2 separate regions of the Sus scrofa genome follow, and region 2 is linked to region 1. A link is a contact called in public HiChIP or PLAC-seq data. All regions are on one chromosome and are shown on one strand. Each heading gives the region's core, a stretch centred on a gene start, on an enhancer-like site or on the middle of the called end of the contact. The rest is flanking DNA. Distances are from core to core; before and after follow the strand shown. Region 1 overlaps LHFPL3 (lipoma HMGIC fusion partner-like 3 protein). Region 2 overlaps KMT2E (histone-lysine N-methyltransferase 2E).

Region 1 (4,211 bases), core at 901-3,400:
ACTATATCTAATCACTTGTAATGGAACATGATGGAGGATAATATGAGAAAAGCATGTGTGTTTATGTGTAACTGCGTCACTTTGCTGTACAGCAGAAATTGACAGGACATTGTAAACCAACCATAATAAACATGTTTAAATGAAAATAATTAAAATAAAATAAACCACAATGAGATGCCCATTTCCCACCCATTATGATGCCTGTGATCAAAAATACAAGTGTTAGCCAAGATATGGAGAAACTGAAACTTTCCTAGCTTGCTGATGGGAATGTAAAATGGTGCAGACACTTTGGAAAACAGTTTGGAAAATTCCTCAGAAAGTTAAACAGTTATTCTATCACCCAGCAATTCTACTCCTCAGAATAAATACTTAGGAGAAATGAAAACATACTTCCACACAAAAACATGTACAAGAATGTTTAGAGCAACATTTTTCAGAATAGCCAAAAGGCAGGAACAAGTAATTATCAGCTGGAGAATGAATAAACAAAATGTGGTATATCCATACAGTGGAGCGCTATTTGGCAATAAAAAGGGATGAAGTACTGAGTCATGCTGTAACATGGATCAATCTTGAAAATGTTATGCTTAATGGACCACATGTTGCATGGTTTCAGTCATAGGAAATGCCCTGAATAGGCAAATCCGGAAAGATAGAACATAGATGAATATTTTCCAAAGGCCAGAGGGAGGGGAAAATGGGGGCACGCTGGTGATGGAAATATTCTTCAATTAGTGCTGGTTGCACAACTCTATGAATATACTAAAAAATCAATAATTTGTGCACTTTAAGAGGTATTTTATGGTATGTGAATTACATCCCAATAAAACTGTTACTAAAAAAAAAAAAACTCTCTTCTATAGAACTTCTCAGGGGATGGTAAATCTGCAAGAGCTGTGGATGATTTACGTTGTATTTACAGCAGCTAACTGTCCTCATTTGCCTGGGACTGAGGGCATTTCCAAACATAAAACTTTCAGTGCTAAAACCAGGGAAGTCCTAGGCCAACTACACAATCTTCGGGACAGACTTATACTAAAAAGCCATTCGATGTTTATCTGAAATTTAGGCATCATATATTTTTATTTGCTAAATCTCCCTAGTTTTTCAAGATGACCCAATTCACCTACATCAAGTTGAAGCCGAGATCTAGAGTTAAGATTAAAAATCAAAGGGAGGAGTTCCCGTCGTGGCGCAGTGGTTAACGAATCCGACTAGGAACCATGAGGTTGCGGGTTCGATCCCTGCGCTTGCTCAGTGGGTTAACGATCCGGCGTTGCCATGAGCTGTGGTGTAGGTTGCAAACGCGGCTCGGATCCCGCGTTGCTGTGGCTCTGGCGTAGGCCGGTGGCTACAGCTCCGATTCAACCCCTAGCCTGGGAACCTCCATATGCCGCGGGAGCGGCCCAAGAAATAGCAACAACAAAAGACAAAAAAGAGAAAAAAAAAAAAAATCAAAGGGAGACTGATGGAGTTTGAAGTTAAGGATAAGAGCTCCTAAAGCATTTTATAATTGGCCAGGACTATGACCAAGTAATTCTGAAGAAATCTCTTCTCACAGCCTTCTGCCTCTCATTACCAAGGTCTATAGCAAAGGGTTCATACCGGAGGACTGTTTTAAAAAAGATATTAATAAATAGTTACATGAAATAATGTGTTTCTTAAAGGTATTTCATCTTGTATTAAGCTTAAATTAAGCTTGCTCCTGGCAGATGAGTACCTGAAGAATTGTGTTATATGTGAGTTTATTTTTAGCCCTCTAGTACTTTGGCTGACAAGCTGTTAAAAATAGAAGCAGGCCTAGTAGAGTAGAGAAGCCAGGGGATCTTTTCCTTACTGATTAATGAAAATGAAGCCGATTCTCTGGGCCTAAATGATTGGAGGGACAGTGTGTGCTCAGGTTAAAAGGTCGTGGCTTGTAATTTGGAAATTAGTGTGTCATGTGCCACTTCGGCAGAAGATGAGGGATGTAGGTCTAACGCGAGTTCCCTGGAAAGGCTTAGATACAGGGAGTCAAGGACTTGCGTGTTTGATCAGGTGAGAAGGGCCCTATTTTAAGAATCATTTTTTGCGTCCTGGGAAGCCAGACTCAGTTCAGTGAAGTTTCTCCCCGCCACTTCTCAGGACAACAGGTTAGCGGCCACCAGGGGGCACCAAAACAAGCCCATCCCCGAGGAAGGTATGCTCCCCGTTGAGTTCTTGGCACTTCTAAGCATCTGGGAGATCGTCACAGGCTCCCCTCTGAGCTCCCATGCCCAGACCGCGCCTTTCAGCAATGTGACCCAGTGGGTAAACGCGCAAATTGGCAGTCAGACAGACAAGGGTTTCAGATCTAGGCTCTCCCACTTAAAACCTTTGCAACCTCTTTAATCCACAAACGGGGATTAGCAAATACTGCCCTCAGAGGCTGGTGATGAGAATTAAACGAGACAGTGTCTGGAAAGTGCTTAATACCTAATCCCGTGCCTGTTGCTCAGTTCCAAAGCACATCCTGGGAATGCTAGGGTAGGTTTGGGTGCTAACAACATCGCAGAGAAGGCATGAGCTTCCTTCCATTCTTTTTCATTCTGGGGTCTCTTTTCCCCTTCCTTTCTCCTTCTTCAGGGTCCCCCCTGAGACTTAACCTATTCTTGGTCAGTTCAGAAATTTTTTGTTTGTTTGTTTGTTTGTTTGCCATTTCTTGGGCCGCTCCCACAGCATATGGAGGGAGCTGCGTCTGCAACCTACACCACAGCTCACAGCAACGCTAGATACTGAACCCACTGAGCAAGGCCAGGGATTGAACCCTCAACCTCATGGTTCCTAGTGAGATTCGTTAACCACTGAGTCACCACGGGAACTCCCAGAAGTCTTCATTCTGGCAGTTTGCCAAGCACATTTCCCACAGAAATACTCTGTGATCCCCAAATACCTGTGCAATTCTCTCCACTCCAGTATTTCCCTGTATGGTTCAAGAGCCACCTGCAACAGAATCATCTGGACCCATGAAGTGAGGGTTTCTGAGGATGGAACCTCAGACTCTGCATTTTAATGACCTTCCTAAGTCAGGCTCATGTGTGATCAGGCTTGAGAATCTCTGCCATATTCCTAGTGAGTTTTTTTTTTTTTTTTTTTGTCTTTTTGCCATTTCTTGGGCCGCTCCCACGGCATATGGAGGTTCCCAGGCTAGGGGTCGAATCGGAACTGTAGCCACAGGCCTACGCCAGAGCCACAGCAACGCTGGATCCGAGCCGCGTCTGCAACCTACACCACAGCTCACGGCAACGCCGGATCGTTAACCCACTGAGCAAGGGCACGGATCGAACCCGCAACCGCATGGTTCCTAGTCGGATTCGTTAACCACTGCGCCACGACGGGAACTCCAGTTTTTATTTTTAATAGAGAATATGGTACAGATTGATCTCAACCAGCTGTTAGGAGGGAAATTAGCTGATTATCTGATTAAAGTAATTCACACTGAACTGTGAAGAACAAATAAACTCCCCTTTCAGGAGAATTTACATTCTGACATTTTGCAAACCTTAATGAATGTCCAATTAGTGAACCATCTGGGATGGATGTTTAAAGAAAAATGACCTTGCCTGTGACCCATGCGTCAGGGGAAGCCTTCCTCTGCCCTAGAACCACTTGAAAATTCAGCCCCAGGCTGGGCGACTGATGAAGAGGAGGAAAAAGAGGAGGAAGAGAAGGCAAAGGAGGAAGAATGGGAGATGGAGGGAATGTTCAGAGAGAAATTGTATGGGGGAGAGTCCTCTCAGATGCCCCCACCCTCACAGCACTCAGTGCTTCAAGATTATCCAACTGCAGAATGTACTGATGGAAAAGGACCTAGCTGCTGTCCTTTCCTCTGTATCCCAGAGATGATCACAACTGAGGCTTCTATTTTATTTGCTACTCAGTTTTATTTTTTAATGCAAAGCTACCCAGTTGCCCAGTCTAGATTAAAGCTGAAAGGGACTAAGAGTCCCTTGCTTGTCTTCGTTGCTCCCAGACCACTTCTTCCCCCTCTAAAGGTGGATATGGCACAAGGCCCAATTCTTGGGCTTTCCCCCCTTCTCTTTTATAGCCAGTAAATTAATCCTTCCTAACGCATGACTTTATATATTTATTTATTGTCTTTTTAGGGCCTCACCCATGGCATATGGAGATTTCCAGGCTAGGGGTCAAATTGGAGCTGTAGCTGCCGCCCTTCACCACAGCCACAGCAA
Region 2 (4,211 bases), core at 945-3,444, 160 kb after region 1:
TGCTGGATCCTTAACCCCACTGAGCGAGGCCAGGGATCAGTCCTGTGTCTTCATGCATCCTAGCCAGATTCATTTCCACTGAGCTACTACGGGGACTCCTAAAATTTTTTTTAAAGCTTTACGATAATGGCCCAAGAGATTTTGAGAAAACTCCTATGACCTTAATGTAGTGATTTTTGTTACTGTGAGTTCTTGCCATGCTCTTGTCCATATGTAAATATGAAATATGGTAGGTTTGTTAAGATTTGGTTTATCATCTATTGATCGGACATTTAAGTGATTTCTACTCATATCTAGTTTATGAGTAGTAGTAAAAGACCGTCATTATTTAGTGGGAATTACTTTCTTACCAAAAATGGGATTACTGGATCTAAAAGATGTTTTACTTTTGGTATTTGTCACAAAGTTGTTTTCAGATTTACTGTGTGCTTTAAGGATGTTTTAGCACTATAAGATTTTTTAGGAGACATGTCTGGTGTCCTGTTACTTTTTTTTTTTTTTAATTAAATACTATCTTACGGTTTAGAAAAGTCCTTAAAATGTATCAACCAATTTTTTTAAACAATTGTTACCTTCTTTTTAAAATTATTTTTAGTAAGTAGCATCATTAGAAATGATGAGGATCTTGATAAAGTATTTCTGCTTTTTTGCATTGCCAGCTTGCTAGTACTTAATAGCTTTCATTTGAATCATGAGGTTATATAAAGGATCTATGGCTTGTTTACATGCTGGAACTTAACCTGCCTTTGCACTGAATTTTTTTTTTTTTTTTAATTTCTCAACCATTATCTACTCTAAAATATAAATTGTTTGCCATGAAAGTGAATCTTTTCTGGCCATAATTCCTATATGTTGCTTTAATATTAATACTGTAGATCGCAAATTGCTAAAACTGCACTTACTACCTTTTTTTTTTTTAAAAGAATTTTAAAAGAATTAATATTGTAATCAAAGGTAGTCTGGCAGCATCTATCTATTTTACCCTTTTGTTCAGCAATTCTGCTTCAAGGAATCCATGTAGTAGAAATACTACCATGGATGCAGAAAATAATGTATAGAAGTGTGTACAACTGCAACGATACCTTTAACACTGAAAAAAAAAAAGAAAAAATTTAAATATCCAACAATAGGGAATTTGTTAAATAAGCTACGGTACATTATATAATGAAATAAGCAGTTATTACCGAAAATAAGCTACATATTGTACTGACACTGAAGGATGGGAAAAAGTAAATTGTGAATATGTAGTGTATATTCTCACTTAAAAAACAAGAGTTAAGAGTTACTGTTGTGGCACGATGGGATTGGCTGCATCTTGGGAGTACTGAGATGTATGTTCAATCCCCGGTCTGTACAGTGGGTTAAGGATCCAGGGTTGTCACACCTGCAGCTCATATTGCAACTGCAGCTTGAATCTATCTGATCCCTGGCCCAGAAACTCTGTATGCCATGGGGTGGCCAAAAAAGAAAAACAAGCAAATAAAACAACTTAGATATTTTTATGGATAGAAAAATTTAAAGGTGGATACATAGCATCTTAACATGGTTTGGATGAAGACAGGTCTTTCACATTCTTAGGTACTTCTGTTTTGAATTTTGTATAATGAGCATGTATTAATTTTGGAATTAAGAAACATTCCTTTTTTAAAAAAAGAATAAGCAATTTTTAACATAACATCATTGACATTACATTAGTAATGGTTTTCAGAATATTCAGAACGTATCGGAGACTTGCATTATCCTTCAGAATCACTTGACCTCAGTTATGTCTCCTCCCTGTACTGATTCTAGCCTCTGGATCCCAAGCACCAGTCACTTAGAGCTAAATTGAGACTTTGTGAAGGGAATGGGTGAAGGGGCGAACAGTATATCAAGAAGTAGTTGACAATAGAAATTTGACTAATTAGAATGTAATTACATTAAGAAGCATTTAAACCATGAAGAGTGCAAATAATACTAAATTCTAATGGAGGGTTTTAAATAAGAGGAAGTACAAGGGTTATTATGAGAAAGTCATCTTAAATGGTGGCTTTGATAAGAATAAAGGTACAGAAACAAGTTGTGTTGTTGTGTATGCAAGGGAGACATTAATTTTAGTGTGAATTGCCCTCAGAAGTAGATTTACTACCACACCGATCAGTAAGAATTACCAGCCTAGGGCTCAGGAGGATTGATATTAAATGAGGAAATTGGGAAAGTGAAGGGTGTAAAATGCTAGGCCAGGGAACTTGTAAGTCACCCACAGTGGGTGAGTTGTTACTCCCTGTTTTTTCATTGGTTGGTTAGGTCATCATTATCATTTAGCCATTATCAGGCCAGAACTGCTGATTTACTCTATGGGCTATTTGTGCTTTTTCATGAGCAAACTATGGATTATTATGAGATTTTCTCTTCCTTAACATTTCTGCTATTTCCAAGGCTTTGTTATGTCTTGACACACTAACACATGCATAAAGCTTTGAACAGTGAAATAAATACTTCACATTCAAATTGTGATACATATAGATTAAACCTTCTTTAAATTATTTCTCCCTACTTTACCCCCTCTGCATAGTGTCCTTTATGACACTGAGTATATTAAATAATGCTTAACCTCTAATAATATTTTTAATGACAAGGAAACTATATTTGAACTTAAACTTGGGACATTTATTGTACTTTAAGCAAAAGTGTTTTTTTTTTTTTTTGGAATGCTTATGACATGGGCTCTAGATAGGATATATCACATCCACAAGATATCTGTGTTTTAGACATTTTAAAGACATTTTTTTTGAATAGCCAATAATTATAAAATTATAATTTTAAATTGATAAAAGTAAATGGAATTTTCTTTGATGCAACTTTTTTCCCTCCAGACCAGAATCCGTAGAAGCTAGCCCTGTGGTAGTTGAGAAATCCAACAGTTATCCCCACCAGTTATATACCAGCAGCTCGCATCATTCACACAGTTACATTGGTTTGCCTTATGCGGTAAGTGTCAAATGTTTCTCTTGAAGGGTATTCTTTTATTTCTATGTATAGATCTGTATCTCTCTGTTTTTTTATATCTAGAGGTTGAAAGTTGATGTGTTTGGTATTGTGCCTAAAACTGAATATTAAAAAAGCAGAATCGTTTCATACTAGCTAAATAATTAGGTATGTAATTTGTAGTTAAATTTTTTTTCATTGATCTAATTTTTATTCAAGGGATTTAAAATTCTGTAAGAGGAATTTCCTAGAAATTTTTATATTATTATTATCATTTAGCTTTTTATGATATTAATAGTTCAGTGTTACAATTCTTTACCTTCTCTATAAAAAGATGGTAGGTAGAATTACACTATTTATTGTTGATTCTAAGTTATATGGTAATTTGTATAATTACCACTTATTTAGCACTTATACATCAGGCTCTGTACTAAACATTTTTTGATTTTTTTTTTTTTTTTTTTGGCCACACCTTCAGCATAGGAAGTTCCTAGGCGAGGGTTTAAACCTGTAATGTAGCAGTAACACAGGCCACTGCAGTGACAGTGCCAGATCCTTAACCCACTCTGCCATAAGGGAACTCCCCAAGTATTATCTCATTTAATCTTCAAAGCAACCTCATAAGATAGGTATAATTTTCATCCCCATTTCAGAGCTGAGAAAGTGGAAAGCTTATCTAAGCTGATTTATTCAGTGTTGAATAGCTAGTAAGTGGCAGAGCACAAATTGAAACAGCAGCAGAACTGGACACATTGGTGATTTATTAAGGCACAATAAATGAGAGGTTTTTGCCACTTAGTCTAGAGTAAAATTACCAAAATTATGGAGTTCCTCTGTGATGCAGCAGGTTAAGGATCCAATGTTGTCACTGTAGTGGCTTGGGTCGCTGCCATGGCGTGGGTTCGACCCCTGGTCTGGGAACTTCCACATGCCACAGATGCAGCAAACAAAACAAAACAAAACAAAAAAACCCAGAATTTTGAAACTTCTGTTGTATACTTCATGGTGATAATGTCTTTGGTAACTGTTTTTGTTATTCTTTAGCCTCCACTTCCCTGAGATTTTTTAATTGGCATAGTTTTCTGAATTCATAAGTATAGTAAGAGTTAATAAAGGGAAATCATTATACTGTTCTAAGGACTATATGAAATTGAAGGTTATGAATAACAATTAGTATATCCAGTTTGTTCCTCTATTTTCTTTTAGTTGCACACATCAAGATAATTGCAACTCACACACATTTA

Evidence for each region. HiChIP or PLAC-seq counts read pairs in DNA pulled down with a chosen protein or histone mark.
Region 2: an H3K27ac HiChIP or PLAC-seq map of alveolar macrophages shows a contact between it and region 1. The contact joins two enhancer-like sites. A contact is called at or near these places in 12 of 47 Hi-C or Micro-C datasets (alveolar macrophages, blood, embryonic fibroblasts and 6 more) and 1 of 2 datasets of contacts at active chromatin or transcription factors (alveolar macrophages).

What each region holds. Positions count from the first base shown.
Region 1 is chr9:104,801,746-104,805,956 of Sscrofa11.1, forward strand. The region is part of intron 3 of LHFPL3 (lipoma HMGIC fusion partner-like 3 protein); the gene reads left to right. Among named protein-coding and RNA genes, the nearest start is that of KMT2E, 72 kb to the right of the region's middle. Within about 2 kb of position 2,151, at least 8 of the 83 cell types and tissues checked have an H3K27ac peak or open chromatin away from gene starts, as enhancers often do. A contact at or near this core is called in alveolar macrophages, where this site is marked.
Region 2 is chr9:104,957,162-104,961,372 of Sscrofa11.1, forward strand. It overlaps KMT2E (histone-lysine N-methyltransferase 2E), which reads left to right. Exons shown (of 26, transcript XM_021102573.1): 3 at 2,856-2,970. Among named protein-coding and RNA genes, the nearest start is that of TRNAD-GUC, 41 kb to the left of the region's middle. Within about 2 kb of position 2,195, at least 1 of the 83 cell types and tissues checked has an H3K27ac peak or open chromatin away from gene starts, as enhancers often do. A contact at or near this core is called in alveolar macrophages, where this site is marked.